Linked DNA regions of Gossypium hirsutum: region 1 is linked to region 2. Evidence: chromatin contacts called from public Hi-C data. All regions are on one chromosome and are shown on one strand. Each heading gives the region's core, a stretch centred on a gene start, on an enhancer-like site or on the middle of the called end of the contact. The rest is flanking DNA. Distances are from core to core; before and after follow the strand shown.

The links. Hi-C and Micro-C count contacts between places; a contact is called where the count stands out from the background.
Region 1: a contact with region 2 is called in a Hi-C map of leaf, with 1.6 times the contacts expected there. The contact joins the promoter of LOC107896562 here to the enhancer-like site in region 2. A contact is called at or near these places in 7 of 34 Hi-C or Micro-C datasets (callus, hypocotyl, leaf and 1 more).

What each region holds. Positions count from the first base shown.
Region 1 is chrA10:102,825,809-102,829,171 of Gossypium_hirsutum_v2.1, reverse strand. LOC107896562 reads left to right here and starts at 1,683. Exons shown (of 11, transcript XM_016821750.2): 1 at 1,683-1,922; 2 at 2,258-2,340; 3 at 2,434-2,619; 4 at 2,769-2,880; 5 at 3,009-3,042; 6 at 3,311-3,348. The coding sequence starts at 2,282.
Region 2 is chrA10:102,700,457-102,703,820 of Gossypium_hirsutum_v2.1, reverse strand. LOC107942334 (a long non-coding RNA gene) reads right to left here. Exons shown (of 4, transcript XR_005902626.1): 4 at 1,064-1,343. Among protein-coding and RNA genes, the nearest start is that of LOC107942334, 5.1 kb to the right of the region's middle. Within about 2 kb of position 1,275, at least 4 of the 9 cell types and tissues checked have an H3K27ac peak or open chromatin away from gene starts, as enhancers often do.

The sequences.
Region 1 (3,363 bases), core at 434-2,933, 120 kb before region 2:
CTTTCACCATCCACACACTTGTTATTTCAAATCACAATACAAAAATCTTCTTAAAAATTCCCTTCAGCAATAAGAAAAAAACTAATATATATATATACTAGATTATAACTAGGGCAAAATCTAGAAAAAAAATTTAGGAAGTTAAAATTGAATTATAAATTTTTATTTTTTAAAATATAATTTTTGTTATATATTAATTTATAGTTTCATCATATTTAAATGAGACTAAACATTTTTTTTTGTTTTTGTGGATTCAAAATATAATTTTATCATATATTTATTTATAATCTAACATTTATAAGAGGACAAAATTGTAATTTTCTATTTTGGGAGGGAGAGGGCATGGCCTCTACCTGCCTTTTGGACTTGATTATAGGCTAAGTCATCTGTTTAGACTTGAAAATTGAGAGAATTTAGGTAAAAATATAGACTCGAAATAGGCTTGCACAAAAATATAAGGCTCGTTTTTTAAACGGATCATGCCTCAAGTAGGATTTTTGGTCGGGTCCGGTTTGAATCAACCTAAACTTTCTTTTCTGTTGTTGTTTTGTTGTTATTTTGTTATTATATTGCTACTATTTTCTTATTATTGTCTGGGTAAAATATTGTAAAACTCTTATTTTATATTGCTACTATTTTCTTGATTAGAGTCATTGATTGAGTTTGTTAGGATTTATATTTCAAATGATTTAATTGGACTCCTTTCATGTCATATCAAATCTAGTCAAACAACTTGAATTCGATCCTCCTTCTGTCTCCTTCCTCCATTCTGATACCAAATGATAAGAAATACAAGCGGAAAAAGGAGATGAAAGAAAATTTAAATTCAAATTATTCGACTTGAGAAACAAATATTAGAATGTGAGAAGAAACCAAATAGATTTAAAAATAAAGAAAGAAAATAAATTATCTATTTTTGGCTTCATCACAATATAGTTTATATATATATGAGTTTTTTAATGTATAATTTCTCAAAATAAATACTTATTTTTTTAAAGAATATGTTTATTTTCTAAATGATATTAAAATAAAGATATTAAAATAAAGAAAGACCTTTACAATATTATTTTAAAATTTGATTTTTCTTAATATATATTTCATTTATAATATAAATATATGATAATAAAAATAAAAATAAAGAGAAGGAGAAGAAGAAGAAAAATCCTTTCAAGGAAAAAAGGAGATAAAAAATAATAAGCCCATAGCTGGATTTTATTTTGTCGAAGTCAATATTTTGGCCGATTAATTGGGTCCGTTGACCAAAATTCAGTAGGAAATTAAATTGTTTATTAAAATTAAAATTAAATGAGAAATTAGTTAATAAATAGTAATCGGTGGGTCTACCGCTTTAATTTTATTGATAGGGGATCTTTAGACAGATAGAGACAAAATTAAAGGTAAAACACCATTTACGTTCCAATTATTATTATTACTGTTAATAATAATATTTTATTAGTTATATGAAAAAGAAGTTAATTGGTGAAATAAATCGATTTTTTAAAAATTTTTAAAAATAAATCATTTTTGGAGAAAAACATAAAAAAATCCAGTTGAACATATTTTCCTCACAATAGTATGAAAATGTGTAATTATCGAAAAATGCATCCAAATACAAGTACTTTTACTGGTATGTCAACAGGAAAGTCCTATTTAACTAATTAACTTCGACATATTCAATTAATTTAATATATTGATAATTAAAATAAATAATAATTCATCCAATTTTTCTTTAAAAAAAAACACAGAAAATCCAACACCAATGACGAAACCATACATCTGGTTTTCCAGTCTCTTGATACTTTTTCAGATTTCAGTTCACATTCTATCTCCATACACTCTCAGGAGAGGAGAGGAGAGGAGGCTCTGTCACTGCCACTGCCACTGCCACTGCGTCATTTTGTTTCTGTTTCAACTTTCACAAGGTAAATTTATTTTTATTTTTCTAATTTCTATTTCATGGAAACCAAATCAAAATCAAACCACCAATTTTGCATTTTATTGGGGGGTGTCAGAACTAAAATTGCGCTTTCAATTGCTGCTACTACTACTACTAGTACAAGGTGAAGTTGCAGTTGAAAGGCGATTGATTTTATTGCTTGTGTCCCTTTCAAAAAAGCTAAAGCTTTGTAGCTGTAGATATAGTGGTGGTGTGCATTCTTAACTCTTTCAGATCCGAATCCAATAATGCAGCAGCTGAGTTGCGACTGATTTCGCCATTTCCGTTAACCATTTTGTTTCTATTTTTGGTTTTTGTTAGGTACCCAAAAAGGAATTTCAAGAGATGGATGGAGATTCGCCTTTAGATTACGCCACCATTCAGATCCTACCTGCTGAAAACAGGTTCAACCTGCATCTCCAATGTCACTAACTCACTTACTCTTTTTATCTACGATGGAATACTCATTCTCTGCTATGTTGAATTATATGTATTAGGTATGAGGCATATAGTTGTAGTGACAACAAAGTAGAAAAAGTGGGAGTTGGGGTTCTGGAGAAGCTCTTGCCCCATTTACCAGACCTACAAAACTTGTACACCCAAGGCTCCAAAGCTGACTACAAACTCCAACCTCCTAACAATCTCAACTATGCTCACTGGTTTACTAAATCTACTTTCACCAGGTTCTCCTTTTTCTCATTTTCCATTTTTTTGTCAGAGGTCCTCCTACATCTGATAGGGTCCTGATTAATCAGGAGTCAAGCTGGGTCGGACCTCTGAATCGGGGGGCATTTTAGTTCTGCATGCGCTTACCCCCTTTGTACTTTCTCAGATTCGTACATCTTGTTGGTTCAACTGATTTAGTGGATACTGCTAAAGGTATTGAAGGTGAGATGTCTCTTTTGGAGGAAGCCAGAAAATTTCATCTTTCTCTATATGCTCAGGTAAGTGATAAAATATTGTCTGTGTCTTTGACTGTCTCTAGATTTTTAATTATATGTAGGAGCCATCGCTAACAAAAGTTTCTTTTTCTTCTTCTTCTTCTTCTTCTTCTTCTTCTTCTTCTTCTCAGGGTCACCAAGATCATATTCAAAGCAGCGAAAAAGGTAAATGTTATGTTTGAGTGAATTTAATGTTACAATTTTCTTAGATACTTGGTATAAAAGGAGTACTATTCATTCATCTTATTGCCTTCTATTTATTTGCATTGCAAATAAACTGAAGACTTTAACATATGATTGAGGTTTCTTTTTAAACTAATTGGGAACAGAAGTGTTGTCCCTTGTCTGTCTTGCTTATCTCCCTGGTTTTGTGTTTTTCCAATTGAACCTAAATGCCTTGAGAGATTAATTGTTCTCTTTCCTTGTTCAACAGATACTTGCAACTCAGGAGACGTGCTACTAGCATCCAAAGTAACCGCTGTTCTT
Region 2 (3,364 bases), core at 26-2,525:
CTAATATTTTTTATAAAAATAATAATAACATCAGAAAATCTTTATAAAAAATATGAAAATTGATATAATCTTATAAAAATTAAAAAATATATAAATTTTATCAAAAACATAAAATTCTAAAATATTTATAAAATTAATAAAGCATATTTAAAATTTTATAAAGACATATTAAATTTTATAAAAATCATAAAAATTATAAAAAGTATTAAAATTAATATAAAATAATAAAAATTATAAAAAAATCATAAAATTTTAAATTGGACCAAATCAGTCGGTTAAACTGATTAGATTAAAATCAACAAAAGTATCAATTTAGAGAAAGTCATTAAATCAGTTGACTTAATCTGGTGCGAATTTAATAAAGGAGCTGAATTAATTTTTTACATTTTTTAGGGTTTTTTTTGCCATATATTTTAATTATTTAATTGTTTCGTATTAATATTATTTATTAATTCTAAAATATTAGATTGAATAAAAAAAGTGGGGTGGGGTCTACGCGGTTTTGGCTGGTGTCTTTGGTCTGCCTGCCCCATACAACAAATTTTCTCACGCGGAGACTTCTTAAACCGGATGGATTCTTCATTAATTTCTGACAAATTTCTCTAATTGACGAAACTATAACAATGTCAATCCAAATTTAAAATTAAAATAAAGTTTGTTACGTATTTTATTTTTAATAATTAAATTATTACCTTTTTAAAACCTATGCACTTTTTTAGTATATTTTACACACTTAATTTTCAAAATAAAAATGTAATGGTTTTCAATTTAATTGGGATTGTTTAAATTAAAATGAAAAAATTAATTAAAATTGTATAAAATCGTGATTCTATGTTGTCCTTATCCCTTTTTAATAGTAAAATAGCAAATTAGATTTATCTTCCTGATGACATAGAATCACAGTTTTATACAATATTTTCTTAATCTTTTAGATAAAAATTTATAGGTGAAATTTTTTTCTATCCCCATAATGGATGTAACAACTTTAAGCATCACTTTATTTCCATAAAATTGGTTTTTGAAAAATATTTTTAAATTTTTTTTATTTTTTAAAAATAGTTTGTACATTTTAATATTCTTAATACAAAACTTTGACAAAAAAAAAGTACTCCAACCATTTCAAATATTAAGATTTTAAAAAAAACCGTAGCAGCCAAGAGTGCTTCCTATAGTGTCCTGGAGAAAGCAGTAACATCTGCGGCTTAGGATGGAGGAAAGTAGTGGTGACGTTGGGGTAGGGAGAGATGAGATCGGGCTTCTAGCTGAAGAACTCCTTCAACTCTCAGTCAAAGGATCGATGGTGGTGCTGAGTGAGAGGCCAAATCTGATCTACACAATTTGGACTGAAAAATTGTATAATCAAGATAGTTTTAAAGCACAAATGAGGAGTATATGGAAGACAAGAAAGAAATTTGAGTTTCAGACGGTAGGGCAGAATTTATTCTTAATTGAATTTGATCTTGAAGAGGATCTGGAGTCAATAATGGAAGAGAGACCATGGCTTTTCCGTAAGAGTCTTATTTTATTTAATAGATTATCTAAACCAGTAGAAAGAACTCAGATTCGGCTTATTTCTTCTCCTTTCTGGTCGAAAATAGGGGCGTGTTTACCAGAGTACGACAAAAAAGATCTATTGCATGCAATTGGAGTCACGTTTGGAGGTTTAATAAGAACTGAGATCAATGGTGAGGTGTCATCTTAGGATCAATTTAAATGTACAGAAGCCGCTTCGACGAGGTATTTTTGTATCAATTAATAATATGACTAAGTTGTGGATTTCTTTTAAGTACGAAAGTTTACCAATGTTTTGCTTTGGGTGTGGACGAATGAGGCATAGCTTTAAAAAATGTTCAGTGCTAACCCCAACAGAAATAAGTAAAATAGGTGATGATCCACCCTTCACACTAGCTTTGAAAGCAGAATCTAATTTAATTGGGAAGGAGTGCGTGAAATTTAAAACGCTTTTAAGGAGAGAAGGGACTCAATACTCGTATATAGGAGAGGAAGAACCGGTTCTGGAGAAGGGCAGAAGGCATAACGAAGGAAGGAATAAATATGAATGGGATACAAATAATGAAGCTAATTAAGGATGGTAAAGAGGACGGTAAGGAACAGGAGGATACATCAATAGCTAAGGAAGATGACCAGCTGGTGGACAATAAAAATCAGTTGGGTATTGAGCCATGCTCATCTAAGAAGAAAAGATGGAGAAGAATTGGTCCAATGGCTACTTTGACACAAAGCAGAGAGGTTAATAATAAAAGGAAGAGGAAACTTATGGAAGAAGATTATGTAATCTGATGTTTGGAGGGTGGACAAGAAGAGGGAGTTAAAAGAGCAAGACAGGAAAGTCTAGAGGAAGGCGGGGAAGTTTGGCCTCAAGTAATGCGTGAGATCATGGAGGAGAATAATCTTTCTGAATGTACAAAATCGGCAGCTGCCAATTGGCAAGTTGACCGAACGCCATGAAACACATTAGTTGGAATGTCTGTGAATTGGGGAGTCTACGGACAATAAGAAGGCTGCGATTTTTTTCTAAAGCAGCATAATCCCTATATGGTCTTTTTAATGGAGACAAAAGTTGATAAGCAACGGATGGAGATGGTCAGGAGAGGTTAGGGCTTTTTGAATGGTATCGATGTTAAAGCGGAAGGTTCGAGAGGTGGATTAAGTCTAGCATGGAAAGGTGATATCGCAGTTACTTTGAGGAGCTTTTCTAAACATCATATTGATGTCATGGTTAAGGAGGGTGATGATAAAGAAGAATGGATATTGACAGGTTTCTATGGCTCCCTTTATGTTCAAGATAAGAGTGTTTCTTGGGACTTGCTACGGAAACTAGGACAAGATAAAAATCATCCATGGTTAGTATGTGGAGATTTTAACGAAATCTTGTACTCATTTGAAAAAAAATAGAGGGATACCAAGGGAGGAGTGAAGAATGGAGGCTTTTCAGGAAACTTTAGAAGTGTGCCAACTAGAAGATTTGGGATTTAAGGGAACTTGGTATACATGGGAAAAAGGGAACTTGCCAGAAACTAATATAAGAGAAAGACTCGATAGAGGTGTTGCAAATAATAGATGGAGGCATATCTTTCCAATAGGTAATATTCGACATTTACCTCATTCAATATCGGATCATTGTCCACTCCTTTTAAATACAAAGGGGGAAAAAAGTATATGGGAATTCTAAGATTTAAGTTTGAAGTATGGTGGACTTTGGAGGAGATAATGGAAGAACTAGTTAAAGATTCATGGGAATTAACTAGGGGTACAATAGTGGAGAAGTTGGAACGGCTACAAATAGATCTGAAAGTTGGGGAACGAACAATTAAAGAAGGGAGGGATGGATTAAAGAAAAAGC